2 separate regions of the Mus musculus genome follow, and region 2 is linked to region 1. The links are chromatin contacts, called in public promoter capture Hi-C maps. All regions are on one chromosome and are shown on one strand. The core of a region is the stretch at or near the end of the contact, and the rest is flanking DNA. Distances in the headings are between cores, read along the strand shown. Region 1 overlaps Abcc4 (ATP-binding cassette, sub-family C (CFTR/MRP), member 4). Region 2 holds the start of Dnajc3 (DnaJ heat shock protein family (Hsp40) member C3).

The links. Promoter capture Hi-C pulls out the DNA fragments that hold promoters and counts their contacts.
Region 2: a promoter capture Hi-C map of neutrophils shows a contact between it and region 1, with 2.1 times the contacts expected there. The contact joins the promoter of Dnajc3 here to the enhancer-like site in region 1. A contact is called at or near these places in 2 of 39 promoter capture datasets (macrophages and neutrophils), 2 of 484 Hi-C or Micro-C datasets (bone marrow-derived macrophages and hematopoietic stem and progenitor cells), 1 of 115 datasets of contacts at active chromatin or transcription factors (pancreatic cancer cells) and 1 of 9 other capture datasets (liver).

The regions. Positions count from the first base shown.
Region 1 is chr14:118,658,991-118,664,547 of GRCm38.p6, reverse strand. The region is part of intron 3 of Abcc4 (ATP-binding cassette, sub-family C (CFTR/MRP), member 4); the gene reads left to right. Among named protein-coding and RNA genes, the nearest start is that of Gm52104, 19 kb to the right of the region's middle. Within about 2 kb of position 2,152, at least 65 of the 459 cell types and tissues checked have an H3K27ac peak or open chromatin away from gene starts, as enhancers often do. A contact at or near this core is called in bone marrow-derived macrophages, hematopoietic stem and progenitor cells, neutrophils and 1 more, where this site is marked.
Region 2 is chr14:118,935,772-118,941,328 of GRCm38.p6, reverse strand. It overlaps Dnajc3 (DnaJ heat shock protein family (Hsp40) member C3), which reads right to left and starts at 3,397. Exons shown (of 12, transcript NM_008929.3): 1 at 3,159-3,397. The coding sequence starts at 3,240.

The sequences.
Region 1 (5,557 bases), core at 903-3,402:
AACACCCCTCCATGGTCTCTGCAGCAGCTCCTGCCTCTAGGTTCCTTCCCTGTTGGACTTCCTGTCCTTACTTCCTTCAGTGCTGGAGTAAGGATGTCGAAGTGTGAGCCGCATAAACCCTTTCCTCCTCGAGTTGCTTTTGGTTTTTTATGGCAGCAATGGTCACCCTGACTAGGACAATGGAGTGCTTCCCAGTAGTGGTAGTAGTAGTGATAGCAGTATTACTAGGACCCATGCTCAATGCGGTGTAGGTAGTTTGGTAGTAATAGAAAGCTCTGAACCACGTGTCCGCCCTTTATCCAAGATGCTACTTTTATCCCAGTTTTTAGGAACTGGGTGAGGTAGGAGGTATTCTTAGTATCAGTCAGTCCCTCACTACGAGCTTGTCAGTTTCTCGTGCTCAGGGCCACCCCAGAAATAAATGAAAGAGCTGAGTTTCTGTTTCAGGCGCTCTGAGATGAGCCCAGGCCTTCTAGGCTGGGGCTGATCTAACTAAGGTCAAAAACTTTGCCCTTAGCATCCCAAGTGGCTGCTGTTTGATCTTAGCCTAGGGATAATGGTGCAGAGATGGCCTCGGGGCAGTGGTGGCACATGAGTTTGTCAACTAGGATGCGGTCCAGGTTACAGTGTCTCCTGGGGTCACAAAGTCATATGCAGTACAGGAAAGTGGCTGTGACTGGTGAATCAGTGTGTCAGTGCGGTGTGTCCAGCTGGACACCCATCACCACCTGTGGTTGTCTCACATACCTGTTCAGCACCCCCTGTTACTGCACTCAGCGACTGGAGTGGACTGGTGTGATCTGGGATGGCAGTGCGATTAGGAGACCCTGATGCCCCGGGCAGAGGCTGACAGCTCTGTTTTTTTAATGAGCCCAGGGTCACAGAGTATGTGCCATTTGCTGGGACCCAGATCAACTGCTACTGAGGGCAGCTCATTTGCTCTGGCTTCTGACGCTCCGTCCTGTTGGCCTGCCGGGTCAGTCCAGGCATTAGGGATTAGGATGATGGGTATGGTAGTGCAGTGTGGGAGCTGGTGTGGGCAGGCTTTCCCTGTCAGACCTCTTCCCTTGCCCTGCCTTTAGATCAGGTCTTTGTTGGTTTATGATCTAATACTGGGCATGGATGCTTCGTTCCCTTGATGGACCCGGTGACCAGTCCTGGAGGTCACAGTGACATTGTGTCTCTACCATGACGACTAGCAGACCTTCTAATGCACTGAAATCTGGGGAGCTAAGAGTCATTTGTGTTCGGATAGGAAAACCTTTCTTTCTTCCTACTCCCTGCCAGCAAAAGGAAGCGGGCTTTCTAATACAAATACTTTCATTTTCATGGACTGGTTGGCCTATTGACGCTGCTGATTTGGAGAAGTCAGAGATAATTTTATATGGGGTAGCTAGCAGTGATCCAGTCACGTTTCAAAATCCACGCCCCGATGGATAGGGTGGGTGTGGTGGCAAATGCCTGTTACTCAATTAGCTGGGAGGTTGAGCAAGAGGAAAAGAGAGTTGCAGGTCAGCCTGGGCTACTGAGTGAAGCCTGTCTCTGAAAGCCAAGACACCACGTTTGGATGATGTTTAAGGTTACACCTGTTATACGTGCTCCTTTATGCATGGCTGTGATCCCGTTCCTGACAAACGCAAACGAAGGCAGAAGTGCTTACTCCGGCTTGGTAGTACCGCTCACAGTCTGAGGGAGCACATATCTCATCACGGATGGTGAGCGCGTTGGCTAGAACAGGAGACAGTTGGTCATATTGCGCCATAGTCAGAAAGCAGATTGAAGAACCCAGCTCTCTGCTCATTGCTGTCTTCACATGCTTGCCCAGAAGTTTGTCTCCTGGGTAATTCTGTATCCCGTCGGGTTGTCAGTCACTATTAACCCTCACAGGTTGTGTGAGCCACATGGGGTGAGCTGTTAGATTAACAGCTGGTTTTACGAGGCGATTTCTCATTTAGTGATCTCGGCTCCGTGTTGTTCCGCTGGACTTTTGAGTTTTAGAGAGCGGAAGGATGAACGGAGTGTGGCATCTTGTCTCTCTGGTGCCTCAATAGCACAAGGAATTATTCTAGGAAGACAGCACAGCTGTGTGAGCCACCCACCCCAGCCGGGCCTTCCCTAGGTGCTAACGGAGCTCTGCCAGAGAAAAGGTGGCGAGGAACTGGTGCAGAAGCCTTGCGTGGGATTTCTAGGTGGTGCTCCATGTTCTTCTGTGAAGCTGAGGACTGTGGAGAAACCAGCATGATCGTGACTTTGGAACACACCCGTGCAGGTCAGAGAAAGCCAGCTCGGAGCATCGAGTTCCCCGTAATCTGTCCCTTGTGTGCACCTCCTAGGAAGTGCCATGGGGACAGAGATGACTCACCATCTGGAGCCTTACTGTAAAGGGAGAGTCTGCACAGCCTGCCTCCTCACGTCATTCAGGCCTGGATTTTGAGTTATGAGGTGTCTTGCCTGTGGGAGAGTGAAGTTGGGGGCATCAAAGGAGCCTCAGGGGACTCTCCTGCATGTGGAGCCAGTCGTGGGCAAGGCACGGCATGGTTGTTTAAGTCTTTTTTTTTTAATATATATATTTATTTATTGATTATACGTTAACTACACTGTAGCTGTCTTCAGACACCCCAGAAGAGGGCATCTGATCTCATTATGGATGGTTGTGAGCCACCATGTGGTTGCTAGGATTTGAACTCAGAACCTTTGGAAAAGCAGTCAGTGCTCTTAACCGCTGAGCCAGTTTTCCAGCTGTTTAAGTCTATATATATATATATGTTTATAGTCTATATAGTCTGCCAGCTTCATCTGTGAAGTTGGCCTTTGGCCAAGACTGTTTGTTTGTTTGTTTTTGTTTGTTTGTTTTAAGACAAGGTGTCTCTATGTAACTCTGGCTGTCCTGGAACTCACTCTTGAGAACAGACTGGCCTTGAACTCAGGGATCTGCCTGCCTCTGCCTCCTGAGTGTTCGGCCCACTGCCTGAGGACTTTTCTCTTTTTAGGGTTTACTTTTATTATATTTGCATGAGTGTTTCGTCTGTCTGCCTGTCTGTCTGTGTACCACATGCATGTAGTACCCATGGAAGCCAGAAGAGAGCTTTGGACCTTCTGGAGATGGTGTTGGAGACTGTTGCTAACATGGTCAAGGCTTTCCCCCTGACTGTCGCTCGTCTGGGTGGATACTGGAGTATAGGGGATCCTGGAGGCTGCCATCTGAGGTAACCCTGCCCTTATCCAAGGTCAGAGGTCAGCAGTCAGTTCTGCCTGTGCCTTTGCTTGGGGTTGATTCCTGAGATGTGTCCAGGGATGCATTTCCTGGCTCTTTTTTTCCAAGTGGCTCCAACTTTCAGCTCAACCTAGGAGGCCATTGATAGAGACCAAGAGGGAGATGACCCAGGCAGGGAGAGGTGGACCACGCCTTGGGAAGCAGGTGTGGTCAGCTGTGTGTGCCCCGTGGGTTCCTGGACACTCTGACACTAGCTTATTTAGTGTTGACAGTGATGACTCTGAGTGAGAACCCAGAGAAAATGCTTTTAAACACTTTCTTTAAAAAGTCAGAGGATCCATTGCTTCACTGGAGAAAGGTTGTATTCATAATGGTAGGAGATTGAGACCAGCCATTAAGACACTATCCTCAAATGGGGTTCTCCAGGCAATGCCCAGGAAACTCTGCTTTCATAAATTAACATCTCTTGACAATCCTTGTGTTCTGCTAAGACTGTCTGCAAGCAGTGGGATTTGAAAGCCATTTGTGAAAGCTGATGTCTTAGCCACTAATTACAGTGTTTCCTCAGGCCTTTGAATTCAGCTTAATTTTTGAACATTTTGTGCAGAGGATTGAACACATAGCTTTGAGTGTGCCAGGCTCTCCCTCTGGCACTGAGGCAGCCTCTCTCACACCTCCAGGGGAGGCAGATGACCTCGGCTGCAGGTGGTCGGCTCAGAAGGGGTTTTAACTCTCCTGTGCCCACTCCTCGGAGGGACAGCGGGAGGAGGGAACTTGCTTGTCTTTACTCTGTTTGATTTCTTGCTCAGCTGCTTGCTGTCAGGGCCAAGGGTCATGGGACATTTTCTTTTTTAGGCTTTTAGGAACATTCCAAAGCCACACGACCAGAATCAGAAGGCCCTGCTTGTCTCTAAGCCACGCACCTGTAACTTATCAGCTCACATTGAGACTTGAGTCACCCAGGGCCCTGCTTGCTCCGTTTTGAAGCCGTTCCCACATATCACGCCTGTTATCTAAGAACAGTTCAATTTGTACCTTTAAGAGCTGAGCTTTCCCTGTGGAGTGTCAGCACCGTTGCCTGCAGACGCATTAACTCAAGTCTGTGCAGACAGCGTGTCTAGCCATAGCTCATTTCCCTCTCTTAGGGTTTTGACCTATATTTTATTGATTCTTTTGAATACCACTCTGTTGCCAACTAGGGCTTTTGGGCTCAAGTGTTCTTTCTGCCTCAGCATCTTAGGTAGTTGGGAGTACAGGGCAGGCATCAGTGTACCTGACATTCATTCATTCATTCATTCATTCATTCATTTGATGTATCTTTTCTTGTGACTATGTTTATAGGTATACACGTGAGTGTGGGTGTGTGTCCAATGTGTACAGTGTCAGCAGATGTCAGAAGAGGGCGTAACGAGGTACAGATGGTTGTGAACCTCCCTACCTGGCTGCTGGAACTTGAGCTCAGACCCTTGGCACGGGCCTCATGCACTCTTAGCTGCCAGCCCAATTCCCAAACACCGTTTTTCCTAGACTGTGGACTGGTCCAGTGAGGTGCATCTCGTTGACAAAGATGGCTTTGGATTCTTTTTATTTCCCGGTCTGCCCCTCACTCTGCAGTTACGTTTACTGTCTCGCTGTTTTTGAAATTGAGAGCACTGATTTGCTTGTTTAGCGGAGGTTCCCGTCGCCTGGGTTGGCCCAGTGGCATTGCCCTCCTGAGTCATTGAACATGTTCCCTGCCACCAGGAGTTGTAGATAAGAAGTAAAGTGACTCTCCAGACCCTGCAGTATGACTTAATCTGCAATGCTGTGTACTATCACTACTGTGTGCTACCATTACTGCAAGGGGCCTAGCATGTGCTACCATCATTACAAGGGAGCTAGCATGTGCTACCATCACTGTAAGGGACCTACTGTGTGCTACCATCACTGCAAGGGACCTACTGTGTGCTACCATCACTGCAAGGGACCTACTGTGTGCTACCATCACTGCAAGGGACCTACTGTGTGCTACCATCACTGCAAGGGATCTACTGTGTGCTACCATCACTGCAAAGGACCTAGCATGTGCTTGTTGTTTCCATGTGTGTGATGCTAGGAGATGTTCATGATGAAGGGGGGCTGGCTACATCATGGTGACGTGGCAATTATCTTATTAGCTCGAATCTTCTCATAATTGGCATGTCTGCCCTGGATAGCCTTTAGGTTACCCCGGGGTACAGGATGTATAGAAAAAGCAAGGGAATTTCTTACTACTTTTCTCCTAAAACTAGTTTTCAAATTGGGAGTGGTTCTTTTTTTTTTTTTTTTTTTTTGGTTTTTCAAGACAGGGTTTCTCTGTATAGT
Region 2 (5,557 bases), core at 2,148-4,647, 280 kb before region 1:
CTGGGGGTGGGGTGGTGGTTAGTTATAACTGGGTTCATTGACCTTAGTTTTGAGGACACATGCAGGTCAGGTGGTGCCACACTGCACTTATGGCTGGAGAGAGAAGACATAAGGGAAAGTTCTATGAGAACAGGAAATGTGATATAGGTCAAGAGAAAAAGAAAACTAAGACAACAAAATGTTTTTTGTCTGTATTCATACTCAACTCACCAAGCCACTAGCAATAAAATGAAATAATCTTATTTGTAATGTGAGAGTGCTAAGATGTCTTCCTCTGCTTGGATCTCACGTGTGTCTCTCTAGTGTGAGAGAGAAGGCACCCCGGCACCTCGGCTCCCTGGAGCTGCTTGTGCGATGCTGGCAGCCTCTTAACAGGGCCACCTCCAGTCCCTACAATTTTCTTTCTACTCAAAAATTCTATTTCTCCTGCTCTAGCTTTCTTTCAAAACCTCTCAGAAAGGAAATTTGAAGAGTCAGCCAATGATATATGCTTCCCTCCTGTGGATTACAACAGAAAAGCCCAGTTTAAATCAGGAAAAAAGCAGGCCACTGAGGTGTGCCACTCCATCTCTACAGTACGAAACTGTGTTTCACGTTTCCTGTTCTCACAGAACTCTCCCTTATGTCTTCTCTCTGCAGCCTTAAGTGCAGTGTGGCAGCACCTGACCTGCATGCCTCCTCAAGACAGAGGCTAATGGACCCAGATATAACTAAGCCATTTAAGAAAACAGAAGCTAACAATTTGCTACTCTGTATCTTAATAACCTCATCACCAATTCTAACAAACAGCATAACCTCTAATTCAATTCCTACAGATACTTTATTACACCAGTGATTCTCAAAATGTGGTCATCTGGGATCCTCTCAGAAATGAAAATTTCACTTTCCATCAAGACCTACTAAATCAGACGTTCTGTAAGTGTGCCCAACTCTTACAAGTATTCTATGTGAGATTCTGGTATACAATCAAGCTGGAGAACCACTGTTTTGGGAGGAAAAGCAGGTTTTGGTATTTGAGGATTTTTGGTTTTTGTTCTGTTTTGTTTAGGGGAGGGTTGTTTGGTCTTGGGTTTTCTTTTGGTTTTGGGTTTGTTTTTAGACAAAGTAAACAGTAGCTCAGAGTGGCCTAACACTCTTTAATTGATGATAATCCTCCTGCCTTAGCTTCTTGATTGCTGAAATCACAGGTATGAGCCAGCACACCTGGGAAGACCACTACACTGAGCCTGCCAGGAAACCACCCCCCCTGTCACTTTCTATTGCTAACTTAAAAGGCTGATTTTGCTCGGCCGTCCGACTTTAAAATGCTTGAAGTGAATGCTATGTACAATTTCCTGTTCCCACCTTCATACAGAGGTAAATTTTATTTTTAAAGATTTTCTTTACTCTGTGTACACACACACAAGGGCTCATGTGTGTGCATGTGTTCTCTCATTCTCTCATACCCCACCTCTCTCCCTCTCTCCCCACCCCCCACCCACACACACACCCCTCTTTGGGTGCTTGTGGAACCAGAAGACTGAGTTGTGAGTAATTACAACTAACTCACTGCATCCTGATCTGGTACTAGGAATGCAACTCCAGTCTTCTGCAAGGCCAACAAACACACTAACCATTTCTCCAGTCCCAAGATAAATTTTCATTAAGCTCTTGGAACACCAGCTCCCAGATGTGTAACACAGAGACTATCACATATCTCTGTGGAATAAGAGCTGGCTTACAGAAATGCTCTTTCCTTCTCCATCACCTGCCATTCTGCACAGGTAATACTCCTGGAAAAGCAACACTGGCTTTCTCCTCAGAGAGGCCACTGGTGCTTTCCTGACGGGAAAACTCGGAGTTTTCTTATAGAAATACCACAGTAGAGAGATGAAATGCTAAAAGTCCTAATCCTGCAAAGAACAGAAACTCGAATAAGGTGCTTGATCTACAAGCTCCTGGATGAGGTAAGGCAAACAAAAATAAGCACTCCCATGTCTGGAGAGTAAGTTAAATCGACACTAAGTAGAGCATAGACAACTTTCCCTTAAGTTACTAAAATAAGTCACTAATGATAACTGGGCACAATCAATGCAGATGGAAAGAATTAGAAAATGAAAGAAAGTTAGAACATATGACCCATACTAAAGTGGTCCAGGCCTTCAAATTCCAATCCCCTCACTTTTGAGGCTGGCTCCAACATCAAATTATTGGTCTCAATATTGCCACAGTACACATTCTGATTTGGGGTTCAAAGAACGTATGGTGATCAGGAAGCCAAAACCAACAAAAACCATACCTTTAATGGTTAAAAACCTAAGCATATGTCTTTAAAAAAAAGAAAGAAAGAAACCCGCATAGACTTCTATGATGGTTTCATCATAAACTGTTCCCAATTTCAGTTCCTCAGTCCCTCCAAATGGAATATTCAACTGTTTACTCTTTCCATGACAACTATCCCCAGACTTACAGGAATGAGTACAGAGCAGTGCCCAGGACAGATGTCACTACAGCACCGTAACCAAGTTGGGAAGTTCAGTGGGCATTTGGGGCTTCAATGTCTAACTCCTCCCCGCTCTGACACCCAAGATAGGACAGGCCTCTATTTTTTGCTATTCTGTTGGGAGTAGCCAACATTCCAGTCTGGAGCCCAGGGTGAAACGTAAGCGCTCCCTATTTTTTTTTTTAAGAGACTTTTTTTTTTTTTTTTTTTTGCGATGACTAGAAAAAGTAACGTCAGTGGGGGGACAAAGTTGAATGTCGCCTTGCTGGGAACTGTGAAGCCACAGCCAGCCCAGCAAGTTAGGCGCCGGGAGCTCCGAGCCCAGAGGTGGGCTTCTCCAGGCACCAGCCTAAGTTGCGCGCCCGACGCGGGGTCGTGAGGGAATGGGACTGGCTTCGGAAAGGGCCCTGGCCCGCCACTCCGGAACCGGGACCCGTCCCGTGCATGCCGCCGTTTCGCCTCCTCCCGGCACCCCCGATCCAGGGTCCCCCGGACGCCGGACTCCCGGCTGCGCTGGCCCAGGCCGCCGAAACCGGCCTCGCGCGCGCGGCCCGCCAGTCCCGCCTCTCAGCCCACGGAACCGGAACCGGGCTCGGACCCAGCCTCGCGCCCCGGAGCGCCGCTCCCAGCCGGGACCGGGACCCGAAGCCCGCCCCGGGAGCAGGGCGGGACTCACCTTCGTACTGCAGGTCCACCAGGACCAGCAGGAACGGGAACACCGCGCCCAGCCGGCTGCCCACCGAGCCGGGGGCCACCATGTCCAAGGGCGCCTGAGCCGAAGAGCAGGAAGGTGCGCGGCCCAGCAGCCCGCGCGGCCAACAGCCCGCAGCGAAGCGCCCCGTCCACTCGCTCGCTCGCTCGGTCAGCGCTCGGGCCTCAGCGGCGGCTGGCGCCCGGCGGCGGAAAACAGCGGTAGGCGGGGCCCGCGGAGCCACGCCCCGGGCGCCGCCGCCGCCCAATCGCCTTCCTTCTGGCCACAGAGCGGCCCAGCTCGCCCGGGTCGTGGTTGGCGCTGATTGGTTGTGGGGGCTGGCGCCCCGCCCCGCCTCTGATAGGATAACGTGGAAGCACAAGACGAGGCTGCGTCCGCTGGTCGTGGAGCTGTCAGCGGGCTCCAAACCGCCGCCGAGCGCCGAGGAGGAAGAGGCTGGGGAGGCCGGGCTGCGGCCGCCGAGTCCGCATGCGCGGGCCCTAGAGCCCTTCTGGGCCGGCCTCGCGGGCTGGCTTGGCAGGGGCGGCGGGTTCCTGGAGCGAGCCCAGATTCCTTCGGGTAGTGTTGGGGGATAAGGCGCCGCCGCCTGGGCTGGTAAGGCCAGAGAGTCTCAGGAAGTCTCCAGGGACGTCCGAGAGAGATGACTGGACTTCTTGAATGAAATGGGGGAAGAAACCCAAATAGCCACTCCGTGGGTGAAAAGGGGAAAAAAAAAGTTTATTCCAAACTGCGAAGGCTGTCTCTCGGGAAAGCAGAGAGAAGCGCTGCGCGGGCTGGGGTGATGGTGGGGATTTATCTTCTGGGTTATATGGGACCTTGACGGGCTAATAGACCCCACTGTCATAAGTTAATGGAAGAGCCAAATGTCCCTTTTCCCAGAGATAGGAGAATAACTCCACTTAGCAAGTAGGAACTATCTTCACCACCACCACCACCCCGAGGGAATGCTGGCTTTTGTCTAGATGCCCTACCTGGGGGAAAGGAATTTCTTGGGGGACCTGACACTATTGAGGTCTGCTAGTGGATCAGAGATGCAAGAGCCATTCTACCAAGTCTCACAGTTGGTCTGGGTGGCTCTCTTAAAATCCGCAGTCCTCTCAGTCTCGCCAAAGAAACTTCCAGAATCACTTTTTTTTTTAGGTTGGCTTAATGGTTTCTGGGGCTATTTCCTGCCCTAGACTAAGTATCTATTGATGCATCCTTAAAATGCTTCCAGTGCCTTTAGCTCACCCTACATAACAAAGTCCCTACCCATTACTTGCTCAGTCTTCAGTATTAGCCCTCTGCTTTCCCAAGCAATGACCTTAGTTTGGAATAAACTTTTCTCTTATACACCCACCAAGTGTCTATTTGGGTTTCTTTACTGTGCCTATTTCATTCAAAGACATAAGAACTTGGACAAGATTGTCGTTAAATTAATCAGGTAGGTTACGCCCATAGCTGCTCTGTTTGAACAGACACTATATGGCAGCAACGTTTTACACATCGCTAAATAACGTGGGTTTGTTATTCAAAGCTTTTGATACCTTAGTGTTACTTCATGCTTACAAGGACTTACACATTATGATGACTTTTGAATGAAAAAAAGGACGTGGCTGCTCTTAGGTATGGTGTAGGTAAAAGGGAGATAGAGACATCTGGGAGAGTGGACATGGCCCTGAGCTGTGTGAGAAAAGGGGGAAGGGAACCAGGTGCAGCAGCCAAGAGGGCAAAGGTTACCAAAAAGAAAAAGAAAGATGGCTGGCCAAAACGGCTGGGTTATATAGGGAAGCGCCTCTGGAGGAAGGGAAGCCCAGCCCCAAAGCTGGAGAATTCTGAGTAAAGGGCTGGACTTGCCTGCCATAGCTGCAACACATAGGGACTGAGGGATGTTGGGAGAACTTTGCTATGTTAAATAGGACCTCAGCCATTTGTCTCAAATTTGAAACCTAACATATTTGTGATTTCCTGAAGATACACTACAAAGGGTGAAAAAAGGAAGAAAGGTCTTGTTCTGTTCCAAAGAAATAGAATGTGCCGGGCATGGTGGTGCATGCCTTTAATCCCAGCACTCAGGAGGCAGAGGCAGAGGCAGGCGGATTTCTGAGTTTGAGGCTGGTCTACAAAGTGAGTTACAGAACAGCCAGGGCTATACAGAGAAACCCTGTCTCAAAAAACCAAATTGGGAGAGAGAGAGAGAGAGAGAGAGAGAGAGAGAGAGAGAGAGAGAGAGAATGTAAAGGAAATGGTTCCTGGTTGGAAGAAATGAGTCCCTGGTGAGCCTTGGTGAAAAGCACACTATTTAGATTCAGGGAATCAGGGCTATTATATCAATTGTCCTCATCTGTAGACTGGGTATGACCCCAAACCCTCAACAGTGAAGT